2 separate regions of the Drosophila melanogaster genome follow, and region 1 is linked to region 2. The links are chromatin contacts, called in public targeted proximity ligation maps. All regions are on one chromosome and are shown on one strand. The core of a region is the stretch at or near the end of the contact, and the rest is flanking DNA. Distances in the headings are between cores, read along the strand shown.

What was found.
Region 1: a contact with region 2 is called in a targeted proximity ligation map of the Kc167 cell line, with 4 times the contacts expected there. A contact is called at or near these places in 22 of 107 Hi-C or Micro-C datasets (the Clone 8 cell line, the D17-c3 cell line, the Kc167 cell line and 10 more) and 5 of 7 datasets of targeted methods (the Kc167 cell line and the S2 cell line).

Annotation. Positions count from the first base shown.
Region 1 is chr3L:7,864,896-7,871,415 of dm6, reverse strand. Pdp1 (PAR-domain protein 1) reads left to right here and starts at 4,047. Exons shown (of 5, transcript NM_168233.3): 1 at 4,047-4,175. The coding sequence starts at 4,133. It overlaps CG32365, which reads right to left and starts at 2,374. Exons shown (of 5, transcript NM_168240.2): 1 at 2,313-2,374; 2 at 1,363-1,833. The coding sequence starts at 1,824.
Region 2 is chr3L:7,805,337-7,811,633 of dm6, reverse strand. CG32369 reads left to right here and starts at 1,809. Exons shown (of 7, transcript NM_001259731.3): 1 at 1,809-2,637. It also overlaps a transcript of Pdp1 not described here.

The sequences.
Region 1 (6,520 bases), core at 2,798-5,297, 58 kb before region 2:
GATTTTATGGCAGAGGAAATATAAAGAATTCGTTGCAATAACTTGGGAAATGTTTTAAACAGTTAAACGAAACATGGGGAAGAAAGTTATTAGCAAAAAAAATTATTTGTATCTATGTTTCTAATCTAATAACGCAGAAAAATGATATTGATGTAAAATATATGTAATTTCTGAAATATTACACTACCTTCAAATATCAATATCTTGTTTAAGTATTGGAACTGATATTTATTCAATTATTCATGTTTGACATTTATATTGCTCATTTAATTGAAAGAATTTATTTATAAATTATAAATTTATTTATAAATTTATTTATATTTATTTATAAATTTATATTTTCAATAAATCGAATGAATTATTAGCATTTATTGAAGTTCCCGCAATATTTAAATTACGCTCCATTAATTTATGATGTGTAAGCCACTGTAAATCCTATTATTACATTTTTGTTAGCTTAATTGAGAACTAAATTTGATGAAAATTTTCAAGAACATTTTTATTTACAGCTTACTACCCATTTTTTTTTTTTGTGCTAAGTTACCCCGATGCAACTTTCAATTCCACTTGATGTTTGCTGGCAAATTCATTGAGACACTTAATAAATGTTACATATACGCCTTTCAACCACTTTAGACCCCCAACTATGCCCCCTTATCACCCTTATCAATGCCAAGTGAAGTTTACTCTCCAATTTCGACCCACACACGACACTTTTCGCACATAAATCAAGTTGACCTTAAAAAAATCAGTGAAACAAAAACTTTGTCATATCATGGCCAGCAACAACAACAATAATAACAACAACAACTGCAAGACGCCAAAGGAGGCGAGGATTTTTGTGGGCAGAAGAGGGGGTAGTGGGGTTGTTAAGGGGAGGCTGTCAAGGCTACGTGACAAACAACAAGGTGACATAAATATCCAGTTGCTCCAAAAAGGAAACTGAACTTTTTTCTTTAATGCCAAGGCAACATAGCAAAGTTTAAGGGAGCCGGGGGATGTGGGGCAGAGTGAGAGGGGAGACGGAGACGCGTTCCAAGCAAAGAAAGCATAAAGTGATACAGTGGGCACTCGCGTAACAGAACTTCAGGGAATTCCAAGTCAAAGAAAAGTGAACTTGAATTCAGAAAAAGTTGTTAATTAAATATGTACATAGTATTAACTGTTTTTAATATTGTTTGTAAATAATTTTAACAAAATATTTGAAAATCACGTTGTTTCTATAAATTTCCCTTAACGCATATACATATGTACTTAATTTTTTTTGTAGCCCAAGCATTTCCTCATAACGTTAAATGTTGGCATTACTGCGGAATTTAAATTCCGAGAATTCTCGTTTGGCGCAAAGATTACTGTACTAACCTGCTGCTGTGTTGGCTGATGTGTCGGTTGCATTGGCCAGACGAGATTGAGATTCCTGGCGGATTGTGCCGGTGGTTGTGGATGCTGAGGGGGATGGGGCGGCTGGGCGGTGAGCAGCTGATTAGAGGCGCCAAAGTGTATCATGTTGGCGGTGTGACGTCGTGCTGGCAGAGCGGGGGGCGGGGTGGCGCAGGGGGAATCCTGTTCGTTGTCTCTCTCTAGCGATTCCTGATTCTCCAGCTGCTGCTGTTGTTGTTGTTGTTGTAGTTTGGCCTCGTTTGTTGGCGGCTTCTTGGGCAATGTCAAGGCATTGTTGTTGTTGTTGTTGTTGTTGTTGTTGTTGTTGTTGTTGTTGTTGAGCGAAAGCGAACGCGCAAAAGAACTTTTGAAATAGCGACACGGCATCTGGAAATCAAAGTCAAGATCCGTTGTCTGCTGCATGTTTGTTGTGGTTTTGTGCATTTCTATTGGCTAAAACGGGATTTCTTTATTTATATATTTGAATTTTCCCTTGTGCTGCCTCTTTCTCTGCTATTTTTTTTTGTTGGTCTCTTTTAAATTGGCATTGTTGATGTTTTCCTCTTTAGCGGTATTTCCCTTTGGATTATTGCATTTTTTCACGCACCCATAAGTTCACTTTCACACACTCACGCACAAATCAATTAGTTTTTGACACTCGAAGGATTTTTTTCAATACAATTTAATAGAAATTCAATGGAAATCAATTTCTGGGATTTATTCGCGCGCGCATAACACAAACAAAATTCATAAAGCCGCAGCTAGTTTTCGTTTGCGCCCGAATTGATGAGTTTTACTGTACTAAAATCCAGAAAAATTGGGAAATATTGATTCGTTGAAATGTTGTTGGGTTTGAATTTTAGTGCGAACTGTTGTTATTAAATGTTCAAGAATAATGTTCTACTAATAAATAGCTTGTTTTTCAACTTTACAACAGTTTGCTGCTTCTCGTAATTCACGCGACTTTTCCCGGCCGAGGTGGAAACCTAACTGGAAGACCAACTGTATGTTACCGCCAAATTCGCAGACAGTTTGTGCTTGGGTCACCCTGCTTGGGTTATTATTTCGATCTCCAATGTTAATGTTAATGTTATTAACAGTAAGCTCGTTCTCTCTGAAATAAATGAATGAAGAAGTTACCAAGGCAACCGAATAAAACAGAGTCTGCAAAGAATGTCTTAACAGCTAGCTATTCTCTTAATAACAGTGCAACAACAGTAAAAAAAATATGCTTAAAAGTATGCTAAGCATTTTGTTAAACAATCGTTTTTATGTCATAAGATCAGATCGTGAAACCTAAATTTAACAAATTAAATGAAAGAAACGTCTTGAACGTATACATTTAAGTGATTTTATAGAGACTTTTTTTTTAGCTTATAGCATTTAGTCAATAGCTTAGTTAACTGCACAAGAGTCTATAATAATAAAAGTCTATAAATACATTAAATTCGTTAACATGTTTTCAAATGTAGAAATGTTAATGATTTGGCGCGCCAAGAAATTTGAAAAATGTAGATTGTATTTTACAAGAAAATATGAAAAAGTATATTAAAAAGATAAAGTTTATTTTTGTTCTTCTTTTAGTTAAATAGATTGCATCTTAGTATTCATTATAAATATTATTCCAAATGTCTTAAAATTAATTAGTTTTTATATTTTATCATGAGTAAGAAAAGGGTTTTTTTCCAGTGCAAATTTTGTTCAACGAAACTAATAATATCGGTTGAGAAATGGAAATTGTTTTACCATTCCCCCTTCTAAGGAGGCATTAGCATTCGTTCCTCCGCTGACTAATCCCCGGCCTAATTCCCATACCTTATGTGGTATCTATATTGGGGAGACAGCTTGCCAATCAATTTGATTGCGCTGCGCTGATGTTTGCCCCTGTTTATCTAGCTTAGGGGAAGGATTTTCAAGCTTTTATCATAACAGAAGTGCTTTAATTCCCTTTGATGAACATTTGTACATAACCCCCTTTTGACAAAGAACTCCATAGCTTACTGATTTCGAAAAGCATGACCCAAAACTTAAGGTCATATCATTTTACTAGTAGGAATTTAAGTATTTAAACTAAAATTGGAAGTCATCTAAAACTATTTTTAAATGTAAAAATATTAAATATTTTATGAACCACATTTAATGTGTTTTTATTCATATCAATATATTTAAATAATTTTATAATTTAAATGATTTATGATATTTATTTATTTATAGACGTAAAATATTTGATGGAATCCTTCTGCAACCTGACCCCTAGCTACTAAAATAGAAATACGGCGATTAGTCAGAGTCGTTCGTAGTGGGTACTTAGTATAGATTTCTATTTTTATGGCCCCACGATCCACTGTTGCCATGTGCGCATGCCCCTGCGACTCTCCGTTACATAAGGCTTATATAAGAGGGCCATGCGAGCGAGCGAGATGGACATATGCCGCTTGGCTCTCTCGCTGCTTCTCCGCAACTAGCCCCCTCACGCTCTGGCCCCCTGAATGGCTCCAGTGAAGATAAAGACCACGTGATTACATTCTGCCGGCTGCACCAAAAAGAGAGAGCGAGAGAGCAGAGTGAGAATGAGTACTTGAAGTTGCTCTTATTTTGATTTCCAATTTATGTCCCAATGCTCCCCCGCGCCGCCATCGAAATGATTTAATCTTTTGGAAAATAGTTTCAGTTACGCGTTGTTGCTGCGACCGTGTGTATCGGTAATCGGTTTTCAAACACTTGCAATCGATAGGAGGACACAGAGTGTGCAATGAGCGAGCCCAAGGAGAATATCATGGACTTATCCGTGCGAGGTAAGTGGTAGCGTAGGCACCTGTCCATTGCCCCCTTGCCCCTCTCACCGAATCATCGAAAGCCCCAACAAAGGTAACACGTGCATTGGCGAGAGTGCGAATCGGTTTTGTTTGCTCTGCCTCTCACTCACACTTTGTGCGCGAAAAAGAGAAAGAGCTCAAGAGAGCATTGTGGGGGCGTGTGATAGTAAGCTTTTGCACGGTTTTATTTATTTTTTTGTTTTCTATTTTGCCGTGGTTAAGCCCGCCATGTGACAAATTATTTGATTTTGTCTTCAGATTGCTACAAATTGGTTTCTTTGATTTTCTATTTTTTTTTGCTATTTCCATTTCTATGGTGATTTTTTATTTACCTAGCGGCGGAGCCTTAAGCAAATAGTAGCTTATGTACGCACACGCAAAATTAGAGTGCTTGTATATTGTGTTCGGCCTTCAATAGAAACGTCACGAGGTACAGTGGATCGAGACTAAGAGGTACCTGAATTAGGAGTGGCTAAAGGATTTCGAAGGATTTTTGTAGCATACTTTCACACACTAAATTGGGGGATCTGAAGATAGAGAAGCTGAAACAAACTTTTAATTTTTTTGCTTTAGTCTTAAAATTTATATATTTATAAATACCCAGTGCAGCCGTACTCAATAGCAATGAATAATTCGGAATTTACACAGCATGCCGTCATTAATTAGTACAATCCAGATGCCGCCTAATTGATATATTGTGGACCCCGCCCAGGAAACCCCCAAGCCCAATCAGGTTCCCACCCCTCCGACCACTTAGCCACTCCACCGAACGACTTCCCCGAGATAAACTAGTATTTACCAACCCGATCACCTGCGATCGATATGCATAGGCCCCAAAACTGACCCCGTTGGATCTTGCGTCGGCACTTGAGGCCTTTGATATCAGACTAATCAAATGTTGGGGTGCTCGATAAAATAGCGTGGATTCTTGGATTGAGCTCATTTCCCCCTATCCAGTACTCAGTTTTGGGTTGCCATGATGGACTGCTGTCCAGAATTGGTGAAATAGAAACGACGACGTCGTCGTCGACAGTTGTCGCCATTCCATAATCACAATCAATTGCACTGTCATCGTTGTCGCCGGCTTCGTTATCAGGAGGAAAGGAAAGACGAGGTTACCAGGCGACTATAAATATTTACCCTCATGATATAGTTGGGCCGCATAAAAAGTGAGTTGTGGCTGTGCGGATGGTGATTACGATGATTATGGTGTGGATGTAGGCAGGGGCTAGTTTTAATTATAAACATTTACGACACACAGTCACACAGTTGCCATCCCATTGCTCATTTTTAGAGGGCTTGAAAAGACGACCATGCATATAATAAAGATTCCATTTGTTCTCGAGCCTTTTACTTGTGAGAAACTTTAGATTTAATTATCTATATTTACAGAATGCATTTTGTAAATAATATATTGCATTTGTTTTAATCAGACAGGGAAAGTCCATAGATCTTAGATATTGGTTCATAAGCTAAAAAATTATGAACCTGAAAAATAATAATAATGAAAAGGATTCCATTTTCATAGTTCTAATATGCAACGACAAATTTTATAGTATTATTAATACCCACAGCTTCTGATAAGCCTCTCGTTGCACGCCCTTTTTTCAGTGCACCTGTTGTACCCTGATATTCATTATTTTCTAGCAACTTCTGGATCGAATCGACAAAGCTCTCATTAAAAGCTCGCGAGAGTGCGAGACTCACGATCGTGTTTTCCCCACAGAAACAACTCTCACGATCTGGGGTTCGGTTGTTTTTTTTTTCCAGCGATCGGATCACATGGTCAGGTCGGGGATTTAGTGGCTGTCTTAGAACCTCCAAGTTCCATTCACTCTGCTCCGGCTGATAAGATCGCAACGCACGCTTCTGGGCGTGGAAATTTTACTGATGCAAAACGCAATTCGAAAAATGCCACCCAAAACCAAAACAATCGCCATATGTCGTAGCTTGGGAGGCTGATCCAGCAGGCATTATCTGGTTTAAAACGACTCAATAATCTGTTCTTAAAATCGGGTCACCAAACACGCGACTAACCTGAAGCCAAGACTTCCATTGGCACGCGCCTCTATACGAAAAAAAAAAATACAACGCGTCTGGGCAGTTTTGGAAAATTTCTGAGCAATCTGAGTCAGGCGTTTTTTTTTGTTTTTTAATTTGGGGTCGGTCAGTCTTGCAAGTGGAATCGAGAGTGGACTTGGACATTCGGTGGCGTGATGATAAAAACACATAGTATACATGTACCATACGCATGGAGCAAAAAGCGATGCCAAGGCGTTTGTTTTCAATCGATCGGGAAGCGGTGCGGTACAGTCCCCATTCAT
Region 2 (6,297 bases), core at 560-3,059:
AAACTCAAGAACTGAAATGACGAACTTCAAGTTCGGATAAAATGCGCATTCTAAAACAATGTATACCATTCAACATTTAATCTGTGGAAAAACTTCCATGGATTCCAATCATAAGACAAATTCTCACTTCCACTTGGCAACAAACGAAACTCGCCCGACTTCAATTAACATTCACTAAAACAACGAAAAAAAATAAATAATTTGTTTGTCAGCTTCACACACCTATTTCAAATTCAGCTGAACCAAAGCCCAAATCGGTGATATACACTATTATGCAAAAAACATAATAAAGCAAAAAAAAAAAACTGAAACTAATTTCCTCATATATTGCTTACAAAATAAACATTTCAAACATGAAACTCGCAGCTAATTTCCGTTGATGAACAACAAAAGCAGCGCCAACTATTTGAGAAATGGGAGCTGTATAACCGGTACACAGTCAAAATTTAATTATATAATTGTACATGGTATTAAAATATATGGTACTACTAAAATAACGTTAATTGCTAAACAATTAAAGATTATTGAGATTCTACAACTCAGAAATTTGAAAATATATATTAGAATAAATTTTGTTAATTTTAATATGTTTTAATCTGTAAACTTTCAAGCTTTGTTTTTTTTTTGAATGCAGGCTTAAACCAGACCCAGACCTGAGGCAAAGCAATTCGATTACTTCCCTATGGGGAAATGTTGCAATAAATGCGAGCAATGCTCAAACATAAGCGGACTCCACTCGCCCGCCCCGCATATTTTTATACTGTCCAAGACTTACGAAAGCGAAAAATGAGTTAACAACAACGGCCACTCAAAATGTTAATGGAAACGCAGCAGCAGCAGCAGCAGCAGCAGCATGAAAACTGGTAGTATGCAGGCAACCGCTAACAGACAACGTTGAACTTGAGCTTGAAATACAAGCCAAGCGGAGCCAAAAGAGAAAGACGGGAAGTAGGGGGAGGGGAAGCGATACGCGGTTGTTATAAGCCAAGTTTGTCGACAACTGCATTTGTTGATCAACCCAAATGAGGTCAACGCGTCGTATACGTAATTTGCGTTAAATGACAAAACAATATGTAATAGCCACACAACACTTACGAAACGCAGATATTCGATATTACAGACGAACTTTAACAACTCTGAGCTCTATCGGGATAGGAAATCTATAGCTTCAAAACCTGTTTAAGGATTATAAAATTAATACATCTTGTAATGACATGTCTGAGAATTAATCAACTTATATTTTCACAGTTTAATCTATTGTGTATTTTGTTATACAAATTTCGTTATTAATTTTATAAGTTATTTGAGTAAGCTTTTATTCTATTTTACATAATCTAAAAACTATATTTGCGTATTAAACAAAATTACAAAATTTTATATATGTAATTTAGTTTAAGTAACAGAAAATCGACCGTATCTGTTGTGATTATTGATGTTTGCTTGGTGTTTATATGGCTGTAGTCTGTTGAGTGGCGCCGGAAATGCGCATCATACGATAAATGACGCCCACTGGCAAACTAGCACCCCCAACACCACCCACTATCCCCCAACCCAATAGTTTTGCAAATCACCCACCGCAGCCCCCGCTGCCCCATCATTTTTCTTGGCGTCGCCTGTTGTGACAGTTGACGGTTTGCCGGCAAAAATTAAAAAAAAAAATAAAATGCCAGAGAGAGAAGTGCTAAACAAAGAGAGCTCAAGGCACAGACATCGATGACGCAACAGACACATCCACGGAGGCGTAAGAGAGTCGACCCCAAAAGAGAGCGCCAATTTTTCGCTCCAAGCCAACGACTGACTTTTCACAGCAGTCATTCGCTGTTGAACAGCGGCCGTGGCAAGTTCAGACAGCAGGGAGAGTTTGAAAAAAAAAACCAGGCCGTAATACAAATACAAAAAGCAAAATAATAAAAATTATACAAAAAAAAAGTATGAATAATAAAAAAGGCAAATAAAAAAGCAACAAAGTGGAGCGCACCCCATAAGCAAATCATCGCCGAGCCACTCGAACACGTTGCCGCCGTTGCTGCTGTTGTCGCTATTTCTTTCGCCCAGTGCGTTCGCTCTCTCTCTTTCTGTCTCGTCGCGTAACGTAAGCGTATTACAAAACAAACGCCAACGTAATCAAAGAAATAAATAAAATAAAATAAAGGTGCTCGCTCGCGTGTTTCTCGGTGTGAATAAATGAAATAAATAAATTAGTCACAAAATATAAAAAGGGGGTCCAAGTGCAGCCCCCCCCAAATTGCCGCACACCCTTTACGAGAAAGAAAGAAAAAAAGTTAACCCGTGTGTGCGGCGGGGTTACGTAAAGCCGACGGACAAGCGCCGTTCCAAGTTCTTACAAAACAAAAAAAAAAATATATATAAATATCAAACAACACATAACACGAGTGAATAGATTCCCCAATTCGATTTTTTCGCACGCGTGTGGCTATAAATTTTTGGCAAACAAAAATATATACAACTAAATACAACAACAAAATTTTAAATAAATTGCAAGAAGAAGAGGGAGAATTTCGTGTGTTAGTGTGTGTGTCTGTGTGTGATTCTTGAGCAACAGTACACGCCGCACCCCCCGCGAAAAACCTACCCTTTTTTGGGGAAAAACAAGGAGGCGCGGTTCAACAGCGACAGGTAATTCCATTTCTGCGCTCTCTTTGCCACTCTTTCGGGTTCTCTTTGTGTGTGTTACGACATCAAACCACATGCTATGCCTCTGTTTTCAATGTGAATGAACGCTCGACAAAGTTGCGTTTTCAAAGATTGGCACATTCAAGTCTCTCTCTTAGTTTTTCGCTCTTTGTCGGGGAAAACAGTTTTTCATTTGCTATCTGCAATGATTGTGAAAACAAAAAGTGCACTGCTTGAGTCTAGCGGAGGGAAAACTGCAGGGGCGGCTCTTACGTGTTGCCATATTTTTAAAGGCATTACTAAGCGTTTTTTCCGCGCTGCTTTGTTGACGTTCTGTGGCCAATTGAATTCGGCCTGCACTTGATAATCATTTATATTTAATGTGTGATAAAACTTCCGTGGAAAAATATATATCTTAACGATTTCGCGATAAATTAGCTCAGATAAGCAAAAAACAAATGGTGGAAAGAACGATTTGGGAATTTTAAAAGAAGTAAAATTAAGAAAATAAACAATTCAACCTCGTTAAATTATAGTTGACACAAATTTTATATACAAAGTTAAAGTATATAAAATATAACTGGTAAAAAAAAACGTCAGTTTTTTTCATTTTCATTTCATTCATTTTCCTTGAATCTGTCGCGTTGTCATCGCTTTCGTAATTCTCTGGTTAACAGTTTCCAATCCCCGATAATCTACTAAAGATTCGCCAATTTGTCGGGGTCACCACCCAATATTCGTCAGCTACCAAAGCGAGAAACTGGGCTCCTTCCCTCTCCCCCCCTCGACCGCATATGCCCCTCTCACTCGGTTGACGTTTAGCGTTACGACACGCAATGTACTACGAGTATTATGCGACGTTTGCTGCCAATGAACAAGCCGCAACAACACAGTTCGCCCACTTGGCCCAAAACGAAAAACGCCAAAGGGGTTGGGGAAATGCTGAAAAAATATGGTTAGCTCGAAAAGAGGAAAAACCTATTTGCATACGTCATCGGGCGAAAAAGGTTCGTCATGACTCAGAGTCGAATATCGAGGAAGCCAGACTTCAAACAGCTGGATCGTTGTTATATAAACCAAGTCAAACACTACACCGAACTTATGTAAGGCCCAAAGGGACCGGGCCAATTAGTCACAGCGAATGTGGGGGTTCTTGTGTAATCGGTGTGAAATCAAAACCGAAAACCTGAAAAATCACAAACTATGTAGAAATTTTTGGTTGCTAATTGGCTTGCCTCAATAAATTCTTCAGCCCAGTTTCTTTTGTAGTTATTTTGAGCTATTTATATCAGCGTTTATCGCCGTCGTCATTGTCGTCCATTCGAATACAATGTCATAAAACGTGTGAGCCAAGCAAAAAACGGCAAGACAAATGAGAAACCAATAAAACAAATATCAAAGAAGAAATCAAAATGTACAAAACCAAATAAACGCCAACATTAAGGCAATGAAAATGTATGCGATTTCATAATTACGTCGAAAACTACCATCGGAGCATAATCACTTGGTTATGCAATTTATTGGCTTATGTGGCGTGATTACTTGGCGATTAAAGAACTCTATCAGAAGTTCTTGGGATTTTAGGAAATTGGTGAAAGACTTAAACAACTTTGTAGGAATTTCCACACCTGAGCTGTTGCTCATATCGTATTTGGGTACATGAATGTTCATGAAGATGAATCATTTGTTGACTCATTTTCATAAGATAGCAATTTCATAGTTGATACAGAACAACTGTCGTTTTCAATCAGTTCTTTACAAGCAAGCAAATAGTAATTATTTCAACAATCGCTCAATGAGTTTATCACATTTAGTGCTGTAAGTTCCTTTATCGACTTCAATCACTGCGCGCCTACAATCACTTATCGGACTTAAGGCAAACAATGCCTGAATTCAGTTGACTTAGAATACTGACAAACGCCGTTGTAAATGTAGCTATATACACATATTATATGTCAACGCTGCCATTTTGTCTGAGTGACGACGGACAACGGTTGTTTGTATCTACGATTGACATTGCATAATATTGTGAAAAATAAAGCAATCTACGCTATAAGCTATTGCCCTGAGGGCGTGTTCAGGTAGCCGGGCTTCACATATTTGTTATTCACTTAGGAACAATTTATCGGATACGGATTATGCAATAGGACTTTACGTACACGGAACTGCAACCACGATTGCACCAGGATGCACGTGCAGTTATATGAGGCGTATACATAATTTTTACTTACGCAAAGCCGAGCGGCAACAGGAACAATTAGAATCGAGTGCCTTCTGGCTTGTTTACCAACTTTTCCCTTGTCCAATACAATGTTTCACAATGCCAGCTGATATGAAAGTTGGAGCTCCCTATCTCAATCTCGTTCGTTACCTCTCTATTTATATATACTGCTTATATGGTTTCGTTTCCGAGGCGGAGATTGCGCTGTTTTGCTTAAAATGATCAGAAAGTGAGTTCTCTCGAGTGCTACAATATCGATATCAGTAAATTGCTTTCGAAAGGGAAATTTCTGCAGGGCGAATTCGTGAATTTCAAGTACAATATACAGGGAACTTAAATGTGAGTGAGGACTTAAGGTCACGTCGTGATCAGCTCCAACTGACTGAAACATTAAGTAGATATTATCCAATTAATTTCTATATTTTTGAGTTTCATGCTGACGATTTATTGACCCTCATAATAATCCCACTTTATTTCAAATTTTCTATCTCTTATCTTCTATTGCCAGTAACTCGTTCGTTTGAAAGTGTATTATCTGTCTAATCTAACCAAAAAAAAAAAAAAAGAAATAATACCTACCCAGATCTTATGTAACCTGCAGCCGAAATTCTATTCCGAATATAACATGCGTGTTTAATTTTCATTATATTTTTTGGGTCGCCAACTCGATCAGAAAGTCTCATGTAGATCGTATATCTGCGGACATATAAACACACCCTTGATAAATTCATTTTCTTGGCTAACTACCAACTTATAAGATATTTCAGCATTACTTAACAACGAGATTTATGCAAAAGCAGAAATCGCCTGATATAAAAATGATTTTGCCCGTGTTTCTGTGTGCGTTTTAATATCGCTGCCAATGAAGAAAAACTAAAAATTTCATTTTCACGCAGCTTTGTAGTTTCATTTTATTTTGGCACACTTTTGATTGCCTTTGCAAATGTAAACAAATTATGAGCCAAAAAAAAGAACAAAAAAGCAAGAGAAGGAAGAGCGATCTTGATGCCGGGCGGACGACAAACCAAAAAATTGTTTACATAACAAAACCAGAATGCGAAGGCAAACCGAACTTTGCAGGTGTGTGAGAGTGCGCTGTATCTGTATCCGTGTGTTATGCCGGCATTGTTTATCTTAAAGATACAATACGAACGACGTCAAAAGCAAAACGTGCGCACAATCAAAAATAAAATAAAACCGTAACAAGCCAAAAACCAGACAAAAACAAAAACAGATTCTCTTTAATGAGCTACTCTCTATTCGTATCTCACAAATACACGCTGAAATGGTTCTCGTAAAGAGAACGTAAGAGAGAACGGCTAAGAGAAGGTAGACGTGCGCAAGTATTGGTATAAAAAGTATCTGTGTGCCGATGATTTTGATTTCGTTACTTTAGCCAGCGTCCGCGTCAGTTCGCTCTATGTGATTCAGTGTTAATTTTC